2 separate regions of the Gossypium hirsutum genome follow, and region 2 is linked to region 1. Evidence: chromatin contacts called from public Hi-C data. All regions are on one chromosome and are shown on one strand. The core of a region is the stretch at or near the end of the contact, and the rest is flanking DNA. Distances in the headings are between cores, read along the strand shown. Region 1 holds the start of LOC107948879 (RING-H2 finger protein ATL33). Region 2 holds the start of LOC107948901 (transcription factor AS1).

Region 1 (6,651 bases), core at 2,725-5,224:
CGATATTGAAGTCATCTGGGATTGTATCACTTGAATTAAACATTACATTCTTCAAAGAAAGTTTAATTGTCGGGACTGATTTGATAGTATGATTAACTGGTGTTCTGATAATTGTTGATTATGTGAAAGAATATGTTAATAGTAGCATCCGCTGAGTATCATTCTGGAAAGTGTAACCAACTAATATTTGCAAAGACATTGTGAAATGGGATTCAAAATATGGTGTGAGGTATATGATCTGGTAGTCGGGTGAAATGTGTATAAGACGATTAGGTATAAAGATTGGCGTATGCTTATCCACTAACCAAGAATTAGAAAAGTATTCGCCAAGGTCTAAAAAGGAATACAAGCCTTTGATTCGAAGAATTCTACAACACCGTTTAAAGGTAATAATTAGTAAAGCCCAATAAGTTCCTTTGAACTTATATGTGTCTTTTGATATGCAGGTTTGAAAATCGAACCAGTGCGTCAGGAGGGACCAAGCTAGGGATGCGTCATGGTGGTAGACCGAAGGCAATATTATGCATACTCAGGGACATTATTATAAATATGTTATTCAAATGACAAATAGTAATACAAGCTACGAATATTTCTATTAAATCAAATATTTATATTGTAAGATTTTATATTACTTTTGAAGGTCTGTGACAAACGATAAATGTTTTATTCAAACTTATTGTCCTAGAAAGGATTTTAAATAAATAAGAGTTACATTTAGTATGACTTTCGTATATTGTAAAAAGGTTGTTAAATATGTAAGTATTATGACATCTTATATTCGAATCCATCAAATTGGGTTAGGTATAAAAGGGTTACAAAATAAGATTGTTCTGGTATCTTATATTGTGGCAAGTATATAGGGTCTTTGATATGTAAATGGTCATTCCTAATTATGAATACAAATGTAGAATTTGTACCTATGGTTATGTGGATATTAAGCTTGACATATGGCCTAGTTGTGCCTAGTTTTTGGCCCATGAGTTGTGTTCCATTTGACCATTTGGTTTTTAAAGATTTCCTAAGTTGAAATTGCAGCATAACTTAGCATGATATTGTGATTAGATGAAATTGAGATAACTCTTACCTTGGAATGTTGTCATTATAGGTCCTAAAATTTTATATATTGTGTAAATGATTGGTTGAAACCAAAAAGGGGATTGAAATTATTGTATTCTTCCTATAGAGTCGCGACACCACCCCTTTGATGGCGATATCTCCTATTTGAGGCTGTGACGCTAACTCGATATAGTTTGGAAACTTTACATTTTAGTCTTCAAGTTGTGTCACCAACCTACTGTTTTGGAAGTCGTGACATTGCACCCTTGTAGTTGCGACTCCAGCCTGAAACATTTTGAAACTTTGCAGTTTAGTCCTCCAGTGGTCTCGGGTTATGAAAAGAGTTTTCGTAAGTTCATATAAACCCCAGATAAGATAATATATTATAAGATAACGATGTATTGATCATGTCAGTAGAGATAATATGTTGAATCAATAGAAATTATGTTGCAATTGATTGTAGTTACTTCGATAACGAATGTGAGATCTTGTAGCTCGGACGCAACGCTCGGGTGGTGCAAGGGGTATTACAACACCCAAATCTAATTTTTAAAAAATTATTTTAATACAAGTTATAAAAATTATATTATAAGCATGAACACATACGAGTATTTGAGATGGTTATGGAAAAAATATCTTATATTATAAAAATAATTTGTGTATTTTATAAAGTTATAACAAAAAATATATTATTTAAATCTTAAAAAACTTCTAAAGTTATGGCAAAAAAATTATTATAAAAAGTAATTTACATGTTATGAGAGTGTTATAATATATTTATTTATAAAAAAAATCTAAAATTACGGAAAAAAATTATATTATTTTTAAGAAGTGCTATGAAAGTTTTAGACAATTTAAGAAACATTTTTATAAAGATTATATATTATAAATTTTCGATTAACTTTTATTTAATTTACATATTATAAAAAAAAGGATTTAACATATATCCAAATTAAGTTTATATAAGTTTTTATAATCAAAGTTATATATGATTTGAACTGTGAACTCAAGTATTATAATGTTGATGCTAATTATGCAAATAAGAATGAGATCTTGATAATTTTAATGATGTGGGTTCGAATTTAAATGATGATGAACCCAGTCAATGACCAACATATGATAATAAAGAGCACAGGTTAAATATTAAAGAGGAAACAACTCAACAAATATGACTAGAACAATTAGATAAAATTGCATATGATGTTTATTTTTCTTGTTGTTTCTATTAGTAATCATAATATCAACTATTTTTTTAGACTAACATAATATATATGATTATTTGATTTGAATTTGTGTTACTTGAATAGAAATTATTTTTATCATATTAATAATTTTTTATAATAATTATTACTGTTAAAAATATAAATTATGTAACTATGTAATTATTATTTATATTACCAAGCATGGCACAAAGAACTATCATATAATTACACTCTGTCAATCAAACATATAAAAGAAAATTACAATTCTTCATAATTAAAAAAAAATTACTACCTAATAATTACACTCTCCTTTAATTAAATTTGTGATGTTGAAACGGAGGGGTAATAAATGCCCCAAATACCTTAGCATGGATGGGCAGTAGCATGTGGATGGGTTCTGAATTTGATCCTACGTTCTGTGCCTCGATAAAGCGGAAGCGTAGGAAACCTTTATGTTTTGTATTGTGTTGTGATTTAACTTAATTTAATTTAATTTAGATGCACTAATTTTTTTTATAAAACAAATAAAATTAATAAATTATTTATACTTACTTTAAAATATCTAAAATTAAAAATAATATACATTTAATTTAATTTAATTTAAAGTATTCTTTAAATTATTACCGGAACAATCATGTAAACTGAGCTTGAGCATTAACGGTCAGTCGGTGAATACAACTTGTGTCAAAGAGAGAAGTAAAAGTATAAAACGTGGATCACGCGTGTGAGGTATGCTTTTCGTAAATCAAGTAAAGAATTACAAGACTGATGAAGTGGGTGAAAACAAGCGTTTTGCTGCAATTTATCAACACAAGGCCACCCCTATTTGGAAAAATAAGGAATATGCACACAAAAAGGGTTCTTCTCATAGCAGAATCACAGACAAATCTAAGTGAATATATCTCAATTTCCAACTTTGGACTCATGATTCTATAGTACTACCAGTTATTGAAATTTGAGCAATAAAGGGTTTAAAAAAAATTAAACCAAACTGGCTGCATCTGGCAAGCCTTGATGGTGATCACTATATCTAGTTGAGCCTGAACCAGGCGGCGGCGTACGGTTGTTGTTTGGCCTCTTTACAGCAACAGAAGCCCGGCAAATTGGGCAATTGTTATGATTGTTAAGCCACAAATCAATGCAAGTAGTATGAAACGAGTGCTTGCATCCACTCAATTGCTTTACTTCTTCCCCATCTGCAAACACTGATAAACAAACGGGACACTCATTCCCGATTTCTTTAGAATGAGTCTCTTTTCGGTACTTGACACCTGAAACAGGCTCCCTCCTCCTCTCGGTTATTTCAACAACAGTACTACTCCCATGGTTGTCACCGGGAAGGTCTTCGGGGCTGTCGTGATGACGCTCTCCGGAAGACCAAGGAGGGCACTTGACGGCGAAAAAGAAAGAGTAGATTAAAGCGGGGATAGTTATGACAGCCATAAGAGCGAGAATGAATTCAAGAGGGGATAAATCAATGCTTCTCGGTGAATCAGGGAAAGGTGGGGGTTGATTGATTGTCACTATAGTAACAGTGGATGCGTTTTGATCTGTAAGAGGGTATATTTGGGGTGATGAAGAGAAAGGTAATGGGGGAGGTGAGCTTATAATAGTGCTGTTAGTCGTGTTGTCAGGCTGGAAATCCGGTGGCGAAGACACAAAGAACGGCGGCGGCGGCGGTGGTTGTGACATGATAACGGTTGGTGAGTTCTCCATGATAAAGGAGAAAACAATGGTAAAACTTGAATTATTTTTTATTGAACAGGTAAAGGAAGAAATGGTGCTAGGGGCGGTGGTGGGGGAATGGAGATGTAGTTTTCGGGTATTTTGGAAAAGCAATAATTGAAAGGGAAATGTGGGGACAAATTTCATATAAAATCATGAAAGCAACGCATGTTATTGGTTTATGGATATAGTTTTTAAGCATAAAGGTAATTAAAATCTTGACTGCAAAAGTCAAGAAAGGAGGCCCAAATGAATGCAACTCGACCTACTTTTGTTCTTGAACCGTTGCCCACATTATTCAGGCCCAAATTTATATTAGGCAAGAATCCAAGTCATAAGAGAATGAATGGAATTACATATCTTCTTTTCATTGATTAACCTGCCTTTCTCTCTTTGGGTCACTTCCAAGCAAATTAACAATGATATTATTGAAGAAACCCACCTGTTTTCTTTGAAAATTGAAATTAGGTTCTACTAAGATAACTCAACTCCATTATCAAATAATAATAATAATTCAGTTATCATATATTTAGAAAAGTAAGCAGTTGCTTGATGTGAATCCAAAGAAGAATTGTAATTGATGATAGTCAGTGACGTTGATAAGAAGAAAAAATTAAACCTTCTAACATTTCCATCATCATTGCAAATGAAATCGTGGACTATAGAATTTATAGCCTATGCTCCATATCATTATTTCTCATTCTAACACGTCAGAAAAATCATCAAGTTTTCTTTCTATAAATTCATTTGATGGATTTCTACTTTCAGCAGAATTAATGTAAATGGTGCAGTTAACTGAAAGATGACTCGGTGCTGATGCTTTCTTACATACCTAACTAAATAACTTTTTATTACTTAAATGCCAACCAAAACAGTTGTTTGGCTTGTTGTCACGAGCTGTGGAATGTGAATTAACTTGCTCAACATTAAATAATAAAAAGAAATTAAATAAATTATTATTATTATTATTATTAGATATACTAGTTATTTTAATTTCATAAATAAATTATTTCAATGAGGAGGAGATAGGAAGAAAAGATAATGGTTATTAAGAGGTCAATTCACCTATGACAAGTAGAGAACCGAAAGAATAAGTTGAAAGGAGAAAAAAAAAAGACTTAGGAGAATATATATAGTTGAAAGTTGTATGGAAATGGGTTCTTTGGTGGAGAGCTCAAAGGGGAAGAATATCCCTTATTCTTCGCTTGTTGAGGTATATATAAGAGAGGTCTCCTTATTTGGTAGTGCCATGTCACCAACATTACAAAGGTAATCTGTTTGTGTGATCAGCCAGATGGCATGTTTGCTACATGTCAATTTTCGTCAAGTGTAATATTATATGAATCTGCTTTAACATTTTTTAATCTTTTAAAGGTCTACATGAATAATTCGTATCAAGTGATATTAGAAATGTGAATGGGATCACAAAGTAAAAATAAGCCAGAAGACCATCGGTGGATGTATTCGAAGTTACCTCTAATGTTACCGTCTGTGTAAGCTAACGTAAGGAGTATAAATATTTAAAGAAAGAATATTATATAATGCATTATTGTTAATAGACTTTTTTTAACCCTTTTTTAACATCAAAAGTAAAGTTAAGAAGCTTTTTTGTCCTTTTTATTAATTAAAAGATATGTGACGCTTTAAAAGACGATGTATAAATATTTGCCCTCAAAAGAAATAAAAGGTTATCCAAATTAATAATATATAATATGCAATATGCTAAAAAGAAACCCGAGATGAAAAGAACACATAGAAGACGTATTATGGTCAAAATCCAAAAAGAAGCCTACCGCTCCACATCCCAAAATTCTAATCCCTTGCTATCCAATGATAACATGGCAGATATCAAATTGCTCAAATAACTTGTTTGCTATGGACATAATTAAAACATATATGTATATATATATATAAAGAGTTTAATTTACATGTGCTGTGATTTCCACCAAACTCATTAGATATGGGCTGTGACGTTGCTATTCATGTGTTCAAAAAACACTAAACAAAACACTTTAGGGTTAGTGAGAGGAGTAGGATCCCCAATTGCTACCAATGTCCTTCAACATCTCTCTATAATTTGTTTCAGTCGTTGTGTTTTGAATAGTAACAATGGTTATTTTTTTCCCCTCCCCTTTTGTTTCTTTTAGGTTTTTAATATTATCTCACATACAAAATTTACTTTTGCATCTTACCAATATCATTTCTTTATTTATAATTATATTCTTAAAAAGGTAAAGTAATAGTGTTTTAACTAAATCATCAGTTTTAAGAAATTTATTTATTACAATTTAAAATATTTAAATATCCCTAAATGTTGGAATCGTTAATGGATCGTGGGAATAACCCTACGTTTTGTTGCCCATTCTCATTTTTACTGTCCTCAACTTCCACATCTTTGTATGTGAGATAGTGGGATGTGTAGTTGGTGGTTTTTTATGGGAACTATCACTATAAATACCAACTAGCATAAGGTCATTAAGCACCGAAAAATTAAAAATTAAAAAATACTCCATCTAGTGAGGTTTTCAAGTGCTTAGAAGACTTTGACAATTTTCAATTTTTCGTAGGCTAAATTTGACGACCTCATCGGTGGTTTGATGTACTTGTCAGTGGTGTCGCAACATTTGATTTTGGCATTTGGTTCAAGCGATAACTAGAAGTATTTATG
Region 2 (7,217 bases), core at 1,839-4,338, 850 kb before region 1:
ACTCTAATTAACCCTCCAAGAAATAATCCTTCGAATAAAATTGAGTCAATCTTATTTTTTCCCCCTTTAACGAACAATAAAGAGGCCTTTATATAGGCTAACTAATTACATCCAAATAAAACTCTCAATTATAATGAACTTCAATTAATCTAAATAAGTAGTGTTAGTATAACTAAATATTCTTGTTAACTAAGAAATATAAAACTCCTAAACAACTTTAAATACCTTAAATATCCTAAAACTCGGAATAAATAAATAAATAATAAAATAATAAAACCTAATAGATACAATAGCGGGCTCATATATAATAAAAATTTGGCCTTAAACTCAAACTCAATATGATTTAAACTCGAATTAGAGCCCGAAACTCACAATTTCCTGTAATAATCTCATCCAAAAATTCTGGTCGTGCAGTCGTCACTAAAACTGTCATAACTTAAGTTCCCAAACTCAAAATCGAGTTATTCAAAATGCATTTTGAAGCTAAGAGATGGTTCCACAAACACTATGCAAACATCTCAACTCATAAATGTCTGGATCTCATCCAAAAAATCATTGCAAGTTGACTAATCTTTTAAGTTTAAAAATTTATAGCTTGGTTAATAAATTTCACTCTATCCGTTTATGTATCAATCACTCTAAATAGTCATGTTAAAAGTCATATCTGATTAGAATAAGACTTCATCATTAGATGAAATCAAATTTCCCTTTAAATGGATTTATTTCTAAAATCAATATGCCATCTTTGCAAATAAAGACTAATAAATATTAACTTTCGAAAATAATTCTAACCGTTTATGTATCAATCACTCTAAATAGTCATGTTAAAAGTCATATCTGATTAGAATAAGACTTCATCATTAGATGAAATCAAATTTCCCTTTAAATGGATTTATTTCTAAAATCAATATGCCATCTTTGCAAATAAAGACTAATAAATATTAACTTTCGAAAATAATTCTAATAGCAAAGAATCCAATAAAATTAACTTCTTTATACCATTTATAAAATATATTCAATAAATATAACAACAATAATAACGTAACAATTCTAATGGTTTCTATAATTTTTAATAGCAAATAATCCAACAAAATTCACTATAATTGCAACCATATACTATAACATAATTTTCTTATATCATAAGGTGAACATATTTAATAATTTGTAAGAACAAAATATTCACTCCAAAAACAGTTAAATAATATAATATTGGTTAAAAAACTAATGATAACTAATTCATGAAAAGAAAAAGGCGCTTAAAATAATTAACTAAGTTGTAGAAATTTTGCAAGTAGTTGGAATGATTTTTTTTTTATAAGGTGTCTAGTTCTTAATCCATCAAGTCAAATAACTATTCATAACAGTAAAATACAATAAAGTAGTCGTCTCGACATCGACACCCATATCAAATCAATTACTTATTTGTAACAACAAAATATAAGATTCTTAAGGAAAATATTGAAAAATACGCCCATGCTCCTACTAATGTTTTTTCATAGTTATGAAATAATTAGACAATAAATTTTAATTGTAGCATTCAACAGTAGGGGTGTTCATTCGGTTAACCGACCGGTTAACCGACTCGAAATTACTATAACTGAATTAATCGACCTTCCAAAAATTTTAACCGTTAACCGAACCGATTTTTTTTAAAAAAAATTTAACCGAACTGAAATTTTTTCGGTTAATAAAGTCGGTTAACCGAATTAACCGAAAATTATGTATTTTTTATTTTTGGTTAAAAATTACCCGAATTACCCGAATTACCCGAATTACCCGAATTAACCGAATTAACCGAATTAACCGAATTACCGAAAAATACCCGAATTTTTTTATTTTTTATTTTTAAAATTTAAAAAATTTATAAATTATTAAAGTAAATTGGATTTTAGACTTTAGTAAATTGGGTTGTCTTTTAGTTTTAGTTTTATTGGATTGGGTAATTGGGTAAACTTTAGTTTTAGTTTTATTGGGTTGGGTAATTGAGTTTGGGTTGGGTTGGATAATTTTATTTATTAATTTTTTCGGTTTCGGTTAACCGACCGGTTTCGAACCGAATTAACCGTTAACCGAAAAATCATAAAAAAATTAACCGACCCCCGACCGAAAAAATTCGGTTAACCGGCCGAATTCGGTTAATCGGTCAGTTAACCGAATTTTTTCGGTTTTACCCGAATTATGCACACCCCTATTCAACAGGGGCGTAGCCGGGGCTAACATCGCCCCGGCCCTCCTTAAAATAAAAAATTTTATTTTAGATTCTTGAAATTTTTTAAAAATTTTAAATTAATAAAAGTAAAATTATACTTTAACCTCCTTAAAATTATAAAAATTCAATTTAATCTTTTACAAATCATAAAAATATAAACTATAAAAAACTAAAATTTCATTCAACACCTTTAAAAAAAACTTACACCCATCAATATACTCATAAAAAAATATTTTGAATAATAATTTTTAAAAAAAGTGTAATTAGATAATAAATTAAATTTTTGAGATATCAAAATAAATAAAAAATAAAAAACAAGCAAAGTAATTTGTTGAGTAAACTACAAAAAATAGTCATTAAATTTTAGTTATTTTTTTATAACTAAATCATTCGTCCATCAATTGTCGTTACAGTATTAACGAAAGAATGATATGATACATTAACTAATTTAATCTTGGACTATTGTTAAAATATCTTATTTAATCTTTTTTACAATTTTTTAATAATATTTTTAAAAAATTATAAAAATATCATAAAGTTCTTAAAATTCATAAAATTAATTAATTATTTTTAAATTATAAAAATATTTTTAAATTTATAATTATGTAAAAGTTAAAAAATCATAAAATCCTTAAAAAAATTAACCTGTTAATTTAAATTTCAAAAATTATAAAAACGTCAAAAATTCTTCGAAAAGAATTCTGAATTTTTGTTATTTTAAATTTTGAAATTTATTTTTTTAACTATAATTAGATAAAAAAATAAAATTTCATAAAATTCTAAAAAAACAAACAAGAAAAGCAATTTTTTTAGGTATTGAATTAAATAAAGAGGAAATTATAATAGAGTTAAAAGTAATAAATAAATATAAAAATAAAGAGAAAAAGGGACGTAACGTATCACTGACATCTGAGAGGTGCTTCTGAGCGGAGCAGAAGGTCGAGTCTACATCATACTCGTCTCCTTGTGCCGCGAAACGCGGACTATAGTCCCCCCCTCCCCCTTCTTTCTTTTCTTTTTTTTTTCTCATTTTATTATCTTTCTCCCCCCATCCATCCCCCTTTGCTTGAGAGAGTTTGTGTGTTTTGGTTGTTTGGACTGTCGGCTTTGATTTTATGTTCTCCTTAATCCTTTGCTGTTCTTGTCGGAGATTGTAAGCTTGAAGATGCAACCAACACAAAGTTTAAATTTGGGCACTTGAACTCAAAGAAAATATGGTGAGCTCTTTTATCCTGTTTTTTCCATTAGTTTTTAAGTATTTATTTCACATTTTCTCTATCTGTTTAATCCTTGTTCTGGACTTCTCTTTGTGCTTCCAAGAAGCTATTTTTAAGGCTCTGTTTTGCTTCAATTTTATTAAAAATTTTATCTTTCTTTTTTTATCTTTCTTAGTTTTCGCGGCAGCCAAACGTTTACTCAGTTGAAGATTTTGGTGGCAGCTCCCACACATAATTTCTAATTATTCCCAGCAATACTTGTTTGATGATAATCTTAAACATAGTAAACTGTTTTTTCCCCAGTTCTTGAAACTGGGTTTTTCAGTAATGTCCCGGTCCTTATCCTGGGAATATTTACAGTCTAACAAATCAGCTGATGAACCCTATTATTTTGCCCTGCAGCTGTAATTTTCTGAAGATTTTGTGTCATAAATATGGGAGATGAGTTGAATAAATATATTGTGGGCTGGTACAAGTCATAACATCCCTGTTTGATTGATTATCGATATACCATCTCTACTAGACTCTTATTTGGTTTGCTTGTCTATATCTTTAACACATTTTTATGGGATGTTTTAGTAGATTAGTTTTAACTAATGACTTAAATAATTTGGTTTATAGTTGTGTAAAGATGAAAGTCTCTGTATTGCCAGCTGTTGCGGTACAATTAGGTTGTAATCCGGTGTCAGGGGCCGCTAGCAAGTTTTATATGACACAAACTTGGGCATTTTATCAATTATTGTATATATATATATATATATATTATCTTTTTCCGCATTGTTTTGCTGACTCCACTACAGATTGTTGTCACTGGCTGTATGATAGCTTTTGCTATGGCAGAATTGAGTTTTGCATTCAGTCATTGTTTAAGATCACTCCTCTTGTGATACTTGATCTTGTTTTTGGTATTGTAGTACATCTTGTCTTGTTTCTCCACCCCCCCCCCTTTCCCCTTGTCTTTCTGTGCAGTGATTGGTAGTATTATGTTACTTGTACTTTGTACTTGACTTTATAATCAATGCCTAGTTGTACCAACAATTGTCAGCATTTATCCACACATCTTATTTAACAGCATGATTGTGCATCCTCATTTTGATGATTGGCTAGCCATCTCTTTTCTTGGCCAACCCGAAAGTTTGTCAACTCTTAGTTGAAACTAGTGGAGTTTTAGGTGTTATTATATTTAGCTTTGCCTTTGTATTTTATTTTTATGCAAGGAACAAATTCTGACATTGTTATTCAATTGGTTTCCGCATGCATATTTGCTATCAGACTTCATATGTTGTAAACTGTTAACTATCTGAGTGAGGCTAATTTGGAAGGTGTTTGGAGTTCTTGATTCCCGCTTTTAGATCTGGAATTTTATTCTTCAATCACTTCTGATCTCGGTGTGTGTTGTGTGCAAGGCATGGTGTTCTCTTAACTTCCATTTTTTACACCCTTGGTGTCATGATACTTGTTTAAGGTCTAGAAAGTGCAGTGGAGGAATTGTTGTATAGCCTATGGCATTGTTATAAGTTCATCTTTGATTACTCATGTCATTCCGTCTATCTTATTTGTGAGTTTGTTGCTGTTGGATCCAGTTGTTATCAGTTGGCTATAAGCAAAGCGATGGCTAAACTTACTGATCATCTATCAGATACATTATGAGGATCACAGAGCAATGGGAAGTGGTGTTTTCCCCTGGAAATGAAGGAGAGACAGCGGTGGAGAGCTGAAGAAGACGCTTTGTTGTGTGCATACGTAAAACAATATGGTCCGAGGGAGTGGAACCTTGTGTCACACCGCATGAACACACCCCTGAACAGGGATGCAAAATCTTGCTTAGAAAGGTGGAATAACTATCTCAAACCTGGTATCAAGAAGGGATCCCTTACGGAAGAAGAGCAACGTCTTGTAATCCGTCTTCAAGCTAAACACGGCAACAAATGGAAGAAAATTGCAGCTGAAGTCCCTGGTAGAACAGCTAAAAGACTGGGCAAGTGGTGGGAGGTATTCAAGGAGAAGCAACAAAGGGAACATAAAGAGAAGCATAAGACGGTTGAGCCAGTCGAGGAGGGAAAGTACGATAGGATATTAGAAACTTTTGCCGAAAAAATAGTAAAACAGGGCCATAGCTCAGCCTTTCCCATGGCTGCTTCTAACGGGGGTTTTCTTCATACTGACCCACCTTCACCTGCACCACCAACTTTACTTCCACCTTGGCTTTCTAATTCCAGCAATGCATCCGTTGTCACACCACCTTCCCCTTCCGTGACTTTAAGCTTATCTCCCTCAACGGTGGCAGCTGCTCCCCCAATCCCATGGCTGCAACCTGAGAGGATGTCCGAAACTAGCCCTGTATTGGGAAACATGCTGCCCCATGGATCGTTTCCTCGTAGTGAGAACCTGCTAATATCTGAACTGATGGACTGCTGCAGGCAGCTAGAAGATGGGCGACGTGCTTGGGTTGCACATAGAAAGGAAGCGGCCTGGAGGTTAAGAAGGGTAGAGTTACAACTCGAATCAGAAAAGGCTTCCCGTAAAAGGAAGAAGATGGAAGAAATAGAGTCAAAGATCGAGGCTCTAAGGGAAGAGCAGAAGAGTACACTTGATAGAATTGAAGCTGAATATAGGGAACAACTGGAGGGGCTAAGAAGAGATGCGGAAGCGAAGGAGCAAAAATTAGCGGAGCAATGGGCTGCAAAGCATTTGCATCTGACCAAGTTTCTTGAACAAACGGGGTGCAGACCCAGGGTTGTGGAGCCTAATGGGCAGTGAGCAAAGATCATTTATCAAGCATCTCCTTTCAACAGACTGCATTGTTTTTGATGATATTCTCTACTATAGAAGTCTATTTATAGTTGGTTTTTCTAGGATGGGACACTCTGAATGGGAAAGGTAGCATTAGCTCTATCTTTTGTGTTCACCTCTTAAAAAGTATATTAAATTTAGATTCCAATTTCTGGATATTAAGGAGTCTGATTTGGCATGTGAAATAAGATGCCTGATTTGGTATGTGAATTTGAAGTTGTTGGTGAATTGATTTCTCCAAATCTATATAACCATAAAACTAAACTGATCAATAGGTTGATTTGAGTGCTAAATTTTTACGTTCATCATTTGTTTTATTTATTGTTATAGATATTAACATATATCATAAGCATTAATTTAAGGGTAAACTCTACAAATGGTCACTCAACTATGCTTATGTTCTTATTTTAATCAATGTATTTGTTTTAATTATTTTAATCAATTTTATCCGTCTAATTAAAAATATTTTTTAAATATTTTTTTTAACTTTGAAATACTTTTTATCAACTTATTAATTATTAATTATTACATTATTTATTACGATTATTTTAATTTTATATTAACTTTAAGAGTTAATTGATTGGCGATGCAATCAATTTTTTTAAATTATTATAATTATAATTTATAAATTTGTTTCAACATTATATTTATTTATTAATATATTGTAATAAAAGCAAGAATTATCATAATTTATCATTATATGAAAATTGAGACTAGAAAAACATTAAACTAAACTTGTTAACTCTGATTATGAATCAGATCGGGCTTAAAGGCTCATCTAATAAATGAGTTTAGATAAAAATTAAGTCTGTTTTTTAAATAGATCAAGTCTTGGATGAGCAGTTTTCAGCCCAACCCGGCGTTAGCCAAATAAATTAATTACTTTTAATAACAAATTTATATTCACCAAGGCCCTACCCTAGCCGTTATGAGTGTTTTACAATACAACAGCCCTATCCCTTTGCCTTTACCCTTATTCCCAAATCTCCCAAATCAAT

The links. Hi-C and Micro-C count contacts between places; a contact is called where the count stands out from the background.
Region 2: a Hi-C map of leaf shows a contact between it and region 1, with 1.9 times the contacts expected there. The contact joins the promoter of LOC107948901 here to the promoter of LOC107948879 in region 1. A contact is called at or near these places in 2 of 34 Hi-C or Micro-C datasets (callus and leaf).

What each region holds. Positions count from the first base shown.
Region 1 is chrA04:72,100,747-72,107,397 of Gossypium_hirsutum_v2.1, reverse strand. LOC107948879 (RING-H2 finger protein ATL33) reads right to left here and starts at 3,974. Exons shown (of 1, transcript XM_016883533.2): 1 at 3,240-3,974. The coding sequence starts at 3,974. The coding sequence ends at 3,240.
Region 2 is chrA04:72,945,825-72,953,041 of Gossypium_hirsutum_v2.1, reverse strand. LOC107948901 (transcription factor AS1) reads left to right here and starts at 3,088. Exons shown (of 2, transcript XM_016883559.2): 1 at 3,088-3,426; 2 at 5,010-6,491. The coding sequence starts at 5,116. The coding sequence ends at 6,186.